Regions from separate parts of the Mus musculus genome. Here region 2 is linked to region 1. A link is a contact called in public HiChIP or PLAC-seq data. All regions are on one chromosome and are shown on one strand. The core of a region is the stretch at or near the end of the contact, and the rest is flanking DNA. Distances in the headings are between cores, read along the strand shown. Region 1 holds the start of Lhfpl5 (lipoma HMGIC fusion partner-like 5). Region 2 overlaps Slc26a8 (solute carrier family 26, member 8).

Evidence for each region. HiChIP or PLAC-seq counts read pairs in DNA pulled down with a chosen protein or histone mark.
Region 2: an H3K27ac HiChIP or PLAC-seq map of embryonic stem cells shows a contact between it and region 1, with 11 read pairs. The contact joins the enhancer-like site here to the promoter of Lhfpl5 in region 1. A contact is called at or near these places in 2 of 39 promoter capture datasets (the C10 cell line and embryonic stem cells), 1 of 15 datasets of contacts at CTCF or cohesin (the NIH/3T3 cell line), 23 of 484 Hi-C or Micro-C datasets (2-cell embryo, the AML12 cell line, B cells and 16 more), 4 of 115 datasets of contacts at active chromatin or transcription factors (effector CD8 T cells and embryonic stem cells) and 3 of 9 other capture datasets (adipose tissue, liver and pancreatic islet).

The regions. Positions count from the first base shown.
Region 1 is chr17:28,572,148-28,577,958 of GRCm38.p6, reverse strand. Lhfpl5 (lipoma HMGIC fusion partner-like 5) reads right to left here and starts at 2,240. Exons shown (of 4, transcript NM_026571.2): 1 at 1,547-2,240. The coding sequence starts at 1,958.
Region 2 is chr17:28,641,104-28,646,914 of GRCm38.p6, reverse strand. Slc26a8 (solute carrier family 26, member 8) reads left to right here. Exons shown (of 20, transcript NM_001290320.1): 17 at 1,989-2,366; 18 at 4,345-4,399; 19 at 4,497-4,681. Among named protein-coding and RNA genes, the nearest start is that of Srpk1, 21 kb to the right of the region's middle. Within about 2 kb of position 2,619, at least 12 of the 459 cell types and tissues checked have an H3K27ac peak or open chromatin away from gene starts, as enhancers often do. A contact at or near this core is called in Th2 cells, where this site is marked.

The DNA of each region.
Region 1 (5,811 bases), core at 991-3,490:
CAGCCATCTCACTACTCTTTGGACTCAATCTCCACTGCCTCTTCCTGATATGATCATCATGGCCTGTTGTCCCCTCCTGCCCACTAAGGCTTGGAAACAGACCTCTGGGGAGGAACTCAGGCCAGGTGAGTGGCCGGGGTGTCAGACTGAGAATCGGGTCTGCCTTTGCTTGCTAACTGCTCACCAAAGCGTCTGAACCAGGACTTTGCAAATGCAGGAACCCTCACTACTGGGTTGTGATGAGGCTTCATCAGAAAATGAAATATTTTGTGAATCATGCTTATAAAGTATGGGTCTCAATAAAAATGCTCTTGGACTGCATCTAATTTGGGGGGGTGGGAGGGACCTCTTAATTGTCCCAGGCTCTGATCTGCCAGCTGGTATTCTCTTACCCTCAGTCAGTCCAATTCCTCATCCACAGCTGGGGTCCCCTCCAGCTCTGCCTGCCTGAGAGTCAGACACCTGTTAGTCACCACCCTCTGACCCCCACCAAGGTAATGCTACATTACCCAACGATGTCTAGACAGTTGATCTCCTGTCTCCAGTCCCACCGCTGTTGATGGACATCTGTAGGAGGTCAGGGACTAAGAAACCAAAGGCTGCTGACAGGTGTTAGGCAGTCTCTTCCTGAGCTCCAATGGAGACCAAGATCAGCTGTCCCAAGGACCAAAAGGGCCACCTGAGCCTGGAGCAGGAAAGCAGGCAGGAGATGCCTTGCCTTGGGACCCCATAAGCAGCTGCCTACCTGATACAGTGTAACAGCAGCACCCCCAAACCCCGGACTCTTCCACGAGAGCAGTTGGAACTGAGGAAGAGGCAGGGAGTGAGGCCAGAGATCTGGGAACAGTCATCACCATAGCCCTGGGGTTGGATCCTAGGCCATGTGGCAATAGCCTTCCTCTTCCCTCTGAGTGTGCAAGCCTGTGGTGCGGTGTTCTGGTTGTTGGTACACCTGGCTGCATCCACCCAGAGCTATGTGCCCCCTCCAAGTCACTTCTCTCTGGCTCATGGGCTCTACAGCGAGGACCCCAACAGTCTGCATCCATTCTGCCTATGAATACCCCCTTTTCTTTTACTTTTAGTTGTGTGTGTACATGAGTGTGTGACGTGACGTATGAGCTCATGGGCACATGCCGCATGGAGATCAGATAAACAACTGGACAGACTCTGTTCTTTATGGAATGTGGGTCCTGGATGCTGAACTCAAGCTATCAGACTTGGTGGCAAGCACCTTTACCAGCTGAGCTATCTCCTAGTCCCTGACTCATTCTTTCTTAGAATCTCAGATTCTCCTCAAGACAGGGTCTCACAATATAGCCCAGGCTGGCCTGGAACTCACAGCCCTCCTCTTGTCTCATGGCTCCCACCTATAATTTGGTCTGCTATAGCCTTGGCCTCTACTCTGAGTATAGTGTGAGCCCCTATTCCGAATCTTTTGTGGAACACTGAGTAAGAGAAGGCTCAGAGCTTTCCCTTCATGGGAAAGCCATGGCTGTACCCTGAGTATCCCCCCTCACACACACCACACCCCAGCAACCCTGCTCACCAGCAGCCAGCTGCATCCAGGCGCAAATCTTGTAGACCGTGGCTGTATTACAGACGAAGAACAGGCTGAAGCAGATGATGGAGCCGATGATAAGGAACATGGCCAAGGCCACAAAGAACATGGCAGTCTTGAAGGCTCTGGAGGGGATGGAGGAGAAGTCCAGAGGGCCCCCCTTGCAGATGAGTTCCGACGACAGCACGTTGCCCACGCAGTAGGAGAACAAGCCAAAGTAACCAGCCTGTGGTGTGCTAACACTGTCGCCTATCCAGTAGGGCTGGATAAAGAGGGCCATGACCAGCACCGAGAAACAGATAGTGAGCGTGCCCCACATCACTCCCACAGCGCGCGAGTTTCGCACATAGTTGGTGTGGTAGATCTTGGCGGCCTCCTGGGCTGGCAGCAACTTCACCATGGCGAAGGCCGCTGGACTAGGACGGGGACACTGGCTGGGTGCAGGTCTACAGCTCTAGGGAGCAGAAGTCGTGGGTCAGTCCTCAGCCTGGTGTGAGGAGCAGCCTGAGGTCAGGGAGCCATGCAAACATTCCCCCCAGTAGGTTGGGAGTGCAGCAGGCCAAGGTCAACCTTGTCTTCGCAAGAGATGCTTCCCAGATGAATGTGCCCGTTCTGACCAGGATGGGCTCGAGTCTGCCGCCTCCTCTAGGTCGGCCAGGGTCTGGGCCTGCGCCTCCGCTTTGCCCGCCCCTCCTGCTTGCCCTCACAGGCCACGCCCGGCCCGCTCTGCGAAACGCGTTTCAGCACCGCGGCCAGCGCCAGAGTTCGGGGGCGTGGCCTGGTAGGGGCGTGGCCGGCGGCCGCGCAGAGCCTGGAGGGGCGACTTGGAGGGGAAGGGAGCTGGGACCCCGGTCCTCTCTTCCTCCCAGAGGGTGGGGCCGACCGTGTGTCACGTTCCTTCCGCTGATTCCAGCTGCAAAACCGCTTCCTGTCCTCTACACCCCTAGTCACCCTTCGGGGACCTCCACCTCCCACCAGCCGTAGCAGCACCACCGCTCCATCCCGAGGGCCGCAAGTTTTGACTGGGTCTTGGCTTGGTCTTCCAGTCAATGACCGCCGAGACCAGAGTGGAGGCTAGAGAAATATCCTGTCAGCAAGGACCTGAGCTAGTGCAATAACACTCGCAGTAATAAAGAATACCAAAGTTCATTCTCCAGAGCCTTTCCCAAACCACAACGGAGCAGTCAGTGTATCCAACACACGGCCTTTCTCCTCTGGTTTCCATTTTTATTGCAGATTTCCTTTTTAAAAAATATTTCGTTTTTCCGCTGAATGTAGTGGCTCACACCTGTAATAATCCCAGCACTCAAAAATTGGAAGATGATCAGGATAAAGAGAGGCTACATAAGATTGTCTCAAAAGCCAAAGAAATAACCCATATATAAACCCAGATTTTTTTAGATAACTGCATGGCTAGTGTAAGTACTAAAAGGCAATCCAGTAAAGTATACATAAAAGAATAAACCCTCTATAACCCTGAAGTCTGGAGCTAAATAAGATATGACAAGGGCTTTAGCCTAGGAGATAGCTCAGCGAATAAACATTTGTCGTTCAAGTTTAAAGGTCTAAGTTCAAATCCCCAGGCCTCAGGTAAAACAACCTGGAAACTGGGCTTTAAAGGCATGGTGGTGCATGCAGCCTTTGATTTCAGCACTTGAGAGGAAGAGGCAGGCAGATCTCTATGAGTTCAAGCACAGCCTGATCTACAGATCAAGTCCTAGGATAGTCAGAGATAGTCTAGATAGTCCTAGATAGTCCCATATCCTGAGACACAGTCTCAAAAATTTCCAACGACCAACCAGCAACAACAACAAAGCAAAACAAACAAAAAACAGGAGAGGCCAGGCAGTGGTGGTACACGCCTTTAATCCCAGCACTCAGGAGACAGAGGCAGAAGGATTTCTGAGTTCAAGGCCAGCCTGGTCTACAGAGCGAGTTCCAGGACAGCCAGGGCTATACGGAGAAACCCTGTCTAAAAAAAACAACAACAACAACAACAACAACAAAAAACCAGCACAGGACAGGACATTGAGTGGGCGTGACTACTCACATCTGTCATTCCAACACTTGTGTAGCTAAAACAGGAGGCTTATTCCATGTTCAAGGCCAGCCTAGGTTACCATGAGACATTACTAAACTATGGAGTTTCAATTTAGACAACAGAGGTGAGAGCCAGCAGGTAATTAGTAGATAAACATCCTGGCATCTCTGTGGACCGGTGACTGGGTACCCCTCTTACTTTAGACAGTTGGCAACAAGAGCAAGTGTGTGAGGGGGGTACCATGGCCCTGTCGCACCCACCTCGTCTGGCAAGGAAAACGCAACACGGTCTGATTCTTCTCAACAGCTTTATTGCGGGAACGCCTTGATGCTACGGGAACCCCAGGCACCCAGGGAGGACTGCTTATATACACCCCAGCACTGGGGAGGGCTTATGTGTCCTCCTGGGATTGGTCAGTCTGCCGGCACCTTAATTTGCATGCACCTGCTCGGGAGGGGTTAGCACCAGATTCGGGCTAGCACCTGCTCAGTGGTATTGTTTACAGCAACGGTGTACTGGAGACGGGGCCATCTTTTAGGTGTCGGCTGCCTATGGCCCCACCTGGATGCCACTCAGGACTCCCCAAAAGTTAGGCATTATAAGGGGTGCGATTACACATGCTCTAACTACCCAGTAACCCAGAACCTGTGCATGGTGGCTCATGGCAGGGGTTGGGAGGTGGTCTTTACAGAAATATCTAATTAAGAAACATCTAGGGCTGGAGAGATAGCTCAGAGGTTGAGAGCACTGGCTGCTCTTACAACAGATTCTGAGTTCAATTCCCAGCAACCACATTGTGGTTCTACAGTGGGATCTGATGCCCCATCTTCTGGAGTGTCTGAAGACAGCTACAGTGTACTTACATATAATGAATAAATAAATCTTTTAAAAAAATATTTTCTTGGGGCTGGAGAAATGGCTCTATGGTTAAGAGCACTGACTGCTCTTCCGAAGGTCCTGAGTTCAAATCCCAGCAACCACATACATGGTGGCTCACAACCATCTATCATGAGATCTGATTCCCTCTTCTGGTGTGTCTGAAGACAGCAACAGTGTCTTCATAAATAAAGTAAAAAAAGAGTACTTTAAAAAAATATATATATATTCTTATTTTTGTTTAATGTGTGTGGGTGTTGCCTGCATGTAGATAGTTTGTGCACTCTAGAGCTGGAATTACAGACGGCTGTGAGCTACCACGTGGGTGCTGCGTATAGAACCTGAGTCCTCTGGAAGAAAGCCAGTGTGCTCATCCACTGAGCCGTCTCTCCAGCCCACTTACAATGTCTCTCTTTCGTGTTTTTAACCATATTTATTTCCACTTACCCCTAGACAGTTTGAATAGGAGATCCTACATCACTTGAGCGCACCCTGAGCCCAGTGGCACACATGGGGACACAAATGTCACTAAGAATGTGAGGGCTACCAAAGGGAGAGGCGGGATCTGGGGGCACGGCTCAGTGAGTGGGGGACAGCTAGACAGAGGTTGGCAGGCAGCTAAAGACCTGAGAATCAGGGCCCCACCAGAGAGGACGTGGATCCCAGTTCAGTGTGTTCCAGGGGCCCGATAGTGATGCTAGCTGGCCTTCTTCACCCTAGCTGACCTTCAACCCTGTGCTTACACAGACTCATGACAAGAAGCCACCAAGGCCGGATGCAGTCATTACTGGCTCTCAACCCAGCCAACCTTGTGCCCCTGCTGAGATCCAGAACTCAAAACCCAACAGGAAAACCAACAGACCAACGTGTGTGGTATGTGCCTGTGTCCAGCAGTGTGCATGCGTGTGTGGTCAGAAATCAACTTCGGGGATTCCTGGACCACTCACCACCTTTTTACTTTTTAAAGATTTATTTATTTATTTATTTATTTTGGGCTGGCGAGATGGTTCAGCGGGTAAGAGCACTGGCTGCTCTTCTGAAGGTCCTGAGTTCAAGTACCAGCAACCTACAAGGTGGCTCACAACCACCCATAATGAGATCTGATGCCCTCTTCTGGTGTGTCTGAAGACAGCTGCAATGTACTTATTTAATATAATAAATAAATCTTTGGGCCAAGGCGAACGGGGCTAACCTCTTAACCTCTGAGCCATCTCACCAGCCCTACTTTTTACTTTTGAGATAGGTCTCAGGGGATGCAGACTGAGCTCAAACTCTCCACCCAACTAAGGATTCTCCTGACCTCCCAGATGCTCCTGATTTCCCAGATGCTCCTGAC
Region 2 (5,811 bases), core at 1,370-3,869, 69 kb before region 1:
GCTGGCCTCGAACTCAGAAATCCACCTGCCTCTGCCTCTGCCTCCCAAGTGTTGGGATTAAAGGCATGTGCCACCACGCCCGGCTTAGACTCTTAATATGGAAAGAATGAGAGAGCCATTTGAGTTTAAGATTGATGTGAGGGATAGAAGGGGAATTGAAGAGGTAAGAATCTGGAGTGGGTTTGATTGAAACACATATACATCTTTTATATATATATATATATCTGCAGGCACATTTGTGTGTTGTATGTATATATATATATATATATGTATACACACACACACACACACACACACACACACACATATATATATATATATATTTTGCAGGGTCTCACTATGTAGCTCTGGCTGGCCTGGAACTCACTATGTAACCCAGGTTGGCCATGAACTCACTGAGATCCGTCTGCTTTCTCCTCTTAAGCGCTGGAAGCAAAGGCCTGTACAACATACCTCTCTGACCTTGAACTCTTGACCCTCCTGACTCTGCCTTTGAACTCGATTGGCTCTGCCTCCCAGATTCTGGGATGCCATCACACCCAACTTGTTTGAGACAATGTATCATAATCTAGTCTAGGCTGGCCTCAAGCTCAGAGTACATCCTCTTTCCCACCCCAAATCCTGGAATTGCCATGCCATGCTAAGTAAGCTTGTGCTGCTTGCCTCCTCAGCACCCAGAATGTGTAAGATGGTTTTGAAACTTCATGGGGTTTAACTCAAATTAGGGAGGCAGCTCTCCATTAATGTGACATAAATATAATGCATAGTTTCAATAATAAAATAACTATCTAGCCGGGCGGTGGTGGCGCAAGCCTGTATCCCAGCACTTGGGAAGCAGAGGCAGGTGGATTTCTGAGTTCAAGGTCAGCCTAGTCTAAAGAGTGAGTCCCAGGACAGCCAGGACTGCACAGAGAAACCCTGTCTCGGAAAAAAAAAAGTAACTATCTTTTACATTTCTGATCTTTGTATAATATCCAAGCATATTATAATTTTAATTTTTTTTCCTTTCAAGATGGTAAATAATGGTACCATTTGATTTTTTAGATTTTTTATTTGTATATGTATGTGTGTATATGTACATACATATTTGTGTATGTATGTGTATAAATATATATATAATGTGTATAAATGTATATGTATGCATGCATGTCTATGTGTGCATGTGTGTGTGAGTGTCTGCAGATGCTCACACAGGTTAGAAGAGCATCAGATCCCCTGGAGCTGGAGTTTTAGGTGACTGTGAAGCACCTGAGATGGATGCTAGGAACTAAACTCCAATCCTCTGCAAGAGTAGCAGGTGCTCGTAACTACTGAGCTGTCTCTCCAGCCCAACTTGAAGTTATTAATAGGAATAGTAATGTACCATAGAGTATGAGTAGCACCATCTTCTGATTATACTCAGAAGAATATGTCTGGCTTCTAACAGCACATAAAACTTTGGATCGAGAGAGTGGCATGAACTTAGAAAGCCAGAGGCACCACATGGTGAATGGCTACATGCTGCTGAAGTCCACAGAAGGAGGCTCAACTACCTATAACTACAATTCAAAGTGATCTGTCATCCTTTTTTGGCCTCCTATATACATGTGATGTATTTGGCCTGATTGTATATACTGTATAATGCATATAGGCACATACATACATACATACATACATACATACATGTAAAAAGAAGAGAGAAAGCACTTTACAGGAAGTAGTAATAAATACTAGAGACTCATTGGGACCCAGGAGTAATGGATGTGAATAGAGTGAAGGTGATTTCAAGTCTGGCTCACAGACTAATGTGACACACAGTTGGTAGGAAGGTACCAGGGAGTAGGGAAGATGAGAAACTCCAATCTCTGTTGCTTCAAGTGCTAGTGGGACAGCCAAGCGCATAAGGAACGATGAGGTAGAGCTTCAGAGGGAACACAGCAGGCTAGGAGGACAGGGACTACAGCCCTGCCTGAGCTTCATCAAGGTCCCACTCTCCTCTGATGTCCCAGGTTGTCTACACAGAGCGATATGAAAACAGACAGGAGCAGGACTCATCCATCAACCTGATCCGCTGCTCCTACCTGGGCAGCGGGGACAGCAGCCAAGTCACTTCTGAGGAACAGATTCCCTACACAGTGTCTTCCACATCACAGAGAAATATAGTGCAGAGCTACGAGGACACAGAGAAAGCCTGGCTACCCAACAGCCCCCCAAGAAACAGTCCACTGCCACCGCCCGAGGCCTCAGAAAGCTTAGCACAGAGCCGATCCAGATCCATTATCATGCCTTACTCGGATACGAGTGTGCAGAACAACACCCATACCATCATTCTGGACTTTTCCATGGTGCACTATGTGGATAATCGGGCTTTGGTTATACTAAGGCAGGTAAGTACCAAGGAGGCCTGGCTCTAGGCTCTGACTCCTCCTACAACTTACACTAACCCCCCCCCCCCCACACACACACACCAGTGTGGTTCTTTGCATCGTGGGATTGCTCAGTCTCTAGAGATGGGGACACTGAAGGTAGTTTAAAATCAATCAGAATGAGAAGGAAATAAGCCAGCTCTGATTTGTTGAACCAGAGCAGTTAGTTCCCTAGTCCTGAGTCATTCATCATTTCTCAAGAAACTGGGGACAGAGGAGGTGCTTCTTAACATCGCAGAGGCAGTGGCTATGTCCCGCCCACTGTGGAACTCCCAGGACAGCTACAGACCTTTGCAGTGACAAAGCTCTACAGAAAACGAAATGGTCACCAAGATTTCTTCCACTAGTCAGCTGCTCTGCTTCAGGCAGTGCTCAGCCTGGAAGTTAGAAGAAATGACACTTCAAATCTGACCCTGTAGATCTGTCAGGCACCAGCAGGGTCTCCCCTCCTCCCGGTCTCTTCTTTGTTGCTGTGACTCTGGCGGTTCCCTCAGAAGTCTCTGCTTCTGCTACAGAGTAGAAGCAGAGCCGCATGGTTACTGAGCTGGCTTTGCTGTTTAATGCCTTCTTCTGTCAGACACACCTTGGTTCCACCCCTGTTCATGATGGCCCAGTTTAAACATGTGGGACACTCCCTCCCAGCTCTCAGGGACCTGCCCTGCTCCTTTGATGGTCATGTCCTCTTCTGACTTGAAGCCTTCACACTCCTGAAGAAGTAGGCTTTTCTTAAGGGCATCTGGCTCCTCTTTTTTTCTGGTCTGGAACTTACTATGTAGACATAGCAGCTGGCTTGGAACTCACACAGAGATCTACCTGCCTCAGTCTTCCAAGTGCTGGGATCTATGTGTGCCCCACACTGCCTGGCTCACACCCACAGTTTAAATTCAGACGTATTTGATGCTGTTTCCTTCTGGGAACTTTTCACCCAGGCCATTCAGCTGGGCTGCATTGCCGCCTTCTAGTCTTGTACTATAGTAACTTTAGAGTTGCTTAACCCACATTCTCAAACGCTCCCTGCAGGACCATGCTGAGCACACACACCTTTGCCTTCAGTTCTCCCAGCAGCCCCAAGAACAGCCCCTGTGTTGAAGACTTGGTGCTTCAGAACATCTGGCATCTGGCTTTTCCTGGCTCTCACCTGCTCTGTAGAACAGTGCCCAGCACCCGTCTCTTGCCTCCCATTCTTACAGAGGAACCTTGAATTCTGGCACCTACACTTGGCCTGTACAGATGGCTTTCTGATGGAGGCAAACCAGGATCCTTTGTCTTACAGCTATGAGACTCATGGTCTGCATCTATGTCCTAAAGGTCCAGGCTTCCTCATTCTTCTGTAATGGTTCTGTATACTCCTGTTGGAGGAAATTATTATATTCCACTTACCCTAAAATAATAAACATGGACTGGAGAGATGGCTCAGCAGTTTTCAGCACTGGTGGCTTCTCTTACAGAGGATCTGGCTCACACCTGTCTGCAACTCCAGGGGATTTAATACCCTCTCTAGCCTTTATGGGTACCAGGCACACATTGCAGACACACAGACTCTCACACATGTACATGAGTAAATATACAACTTTTTAGGGAGGATAGCTCTTTGTATCCACTCTCTAGACTGTTCCCAAGAGTATCATTGCCCATCTACCCAGAGGCTTCCTCATGCAGACACTCTCATCATGGAAAAAGTCTCCCCGGCTTGGAATTGTGAGCAGCCTTCCCCGTCACTTCCCACTCACTGTGAGATGCCCTGCTCGGTTTCTGTGTCCCCAGCCGTAGTACTCAGAAGCAGGAAGAAATACAACACCTCCCCCCCCAGCAGTGAACACCTGATGAGGAGTCAGACACCACCACCACCACCCCTCACCCCCACCCCTGCTGCTAGTTGGTGGCTGTTTCTGGCATGCATGTAGCTCTCTGACTCCACCCTCTCTCGCTCTCCCTGCAGATGTGCAATGCTTTCTACAATGCCAACATTTTGGTCCTCATTTCAGGGTGTCACAGTGAGTTGCCCTTTACCCTGGAAGTGAGTGTGTGTCTTGTGTCCCAGGGGCTCTCCTCTCAGGCGCTGACACCTGTGTGTTTGGGCTTGGTCTGTAGCCTCTGTGGTCAAGTCGTTTGAGAAGAATGATTTCTTTGATGAAGGCATCACGAAGGCCCAGCTCTTCCTCAGCCTCCATGACGCCGTGCTGTTTGCCTTGTCCAGGAAGTTCTCTGAGCCTTCAGACTTAAGTATGGATGAGACCGAGACAGTGATACAGGAAACCTACTCAGAGTCAGACAAGGTTGGATAATGTGGACTGTCAGGGCTTGGGGAGAAGTAGGGAGAGGGGAGTGTCTGATGTGCAGATGAAGGATGTCCAAGAAAGGCTGGGCTGCACCTGTGCCTGAATCTGTAAGCTTGTCCTGGGATCAGCTGCTAAACAGCAGAGACCTGAGCGTTCAAGGGCCCCCCTATGCTACAGTGTCTGGGTGTCCCATCCAGGACCCATCCCCAGCCAGCAGATGCCTCAGGCACCTCGTCCTATGGTTAGTGTCACACCAGTTACTAGGCATATGAAATTCTCCGCTAGACAGACTTTAGAGCATCCCCAACCAGCACCTCTGGATTGAGTCCTAAGTCTGATGAGTCTTCTAAGACACATCTGCTCTCCCAGGCCTTTGGCTATTATTTACACTGTAAAGAAGGACTCACTTGCCCTGGCAGTGGTGGCGCACGCCTTTAATTCCAGCACTCAGGAGGCAGAGGCAGGCAGATTTCTGAGTTCGAGGCCAGCCTGGCCTACAGAGTGAGTTCCAGGACAGCCAGGGGGCTACACAGAGAAACCCTGTCTCAAAAAAAAAAAAGACTCACTTATGATCATGCTAAAGAGGGAGACACACACATCAGCAGTTTGAACCATTCCTTACCCTGAGTAAAGACTTGATGGGCTCTGGGCTTCCCAGATGAGAGTCTACAAGAAAGTGAAACACAGAAAGGCACCCAGTGGTACCCAACAGTCAGAAATCGCTTCTCAGTCAACTCTTTTGTTTTTGACCTACTAGATTTTAATACTGTTTGCATTTTTACAACAAGAAAAGTGCTACCAAGCCGGGCGTAGTGGCGCACTCCTTTAATCCCAGCACTCGGGCAGAGGCAGGCAGATTTCTGAGTTCGAGGCCAGCCTGGTCTACAGAGTGAGTTCCAGGACAGCCAGGGCTATGCAGAGAAACCATGTCTCAGAAAAAGAAGAAGAAGGAGGAGGAGGAGGAGAAGGAAGAGGAAGAAGAAAAGTGCTACCATAATATGTGTTTTTAAACTACTCAGAGTAGTGAACAATACAGACTTACAGAACACAGCTCTTCTTCATGATCTCCTTCCCTGGCTTTGATGAGATGTGTTACAGGTTATGCGCCTTTGTTCTCCTAGAACAGT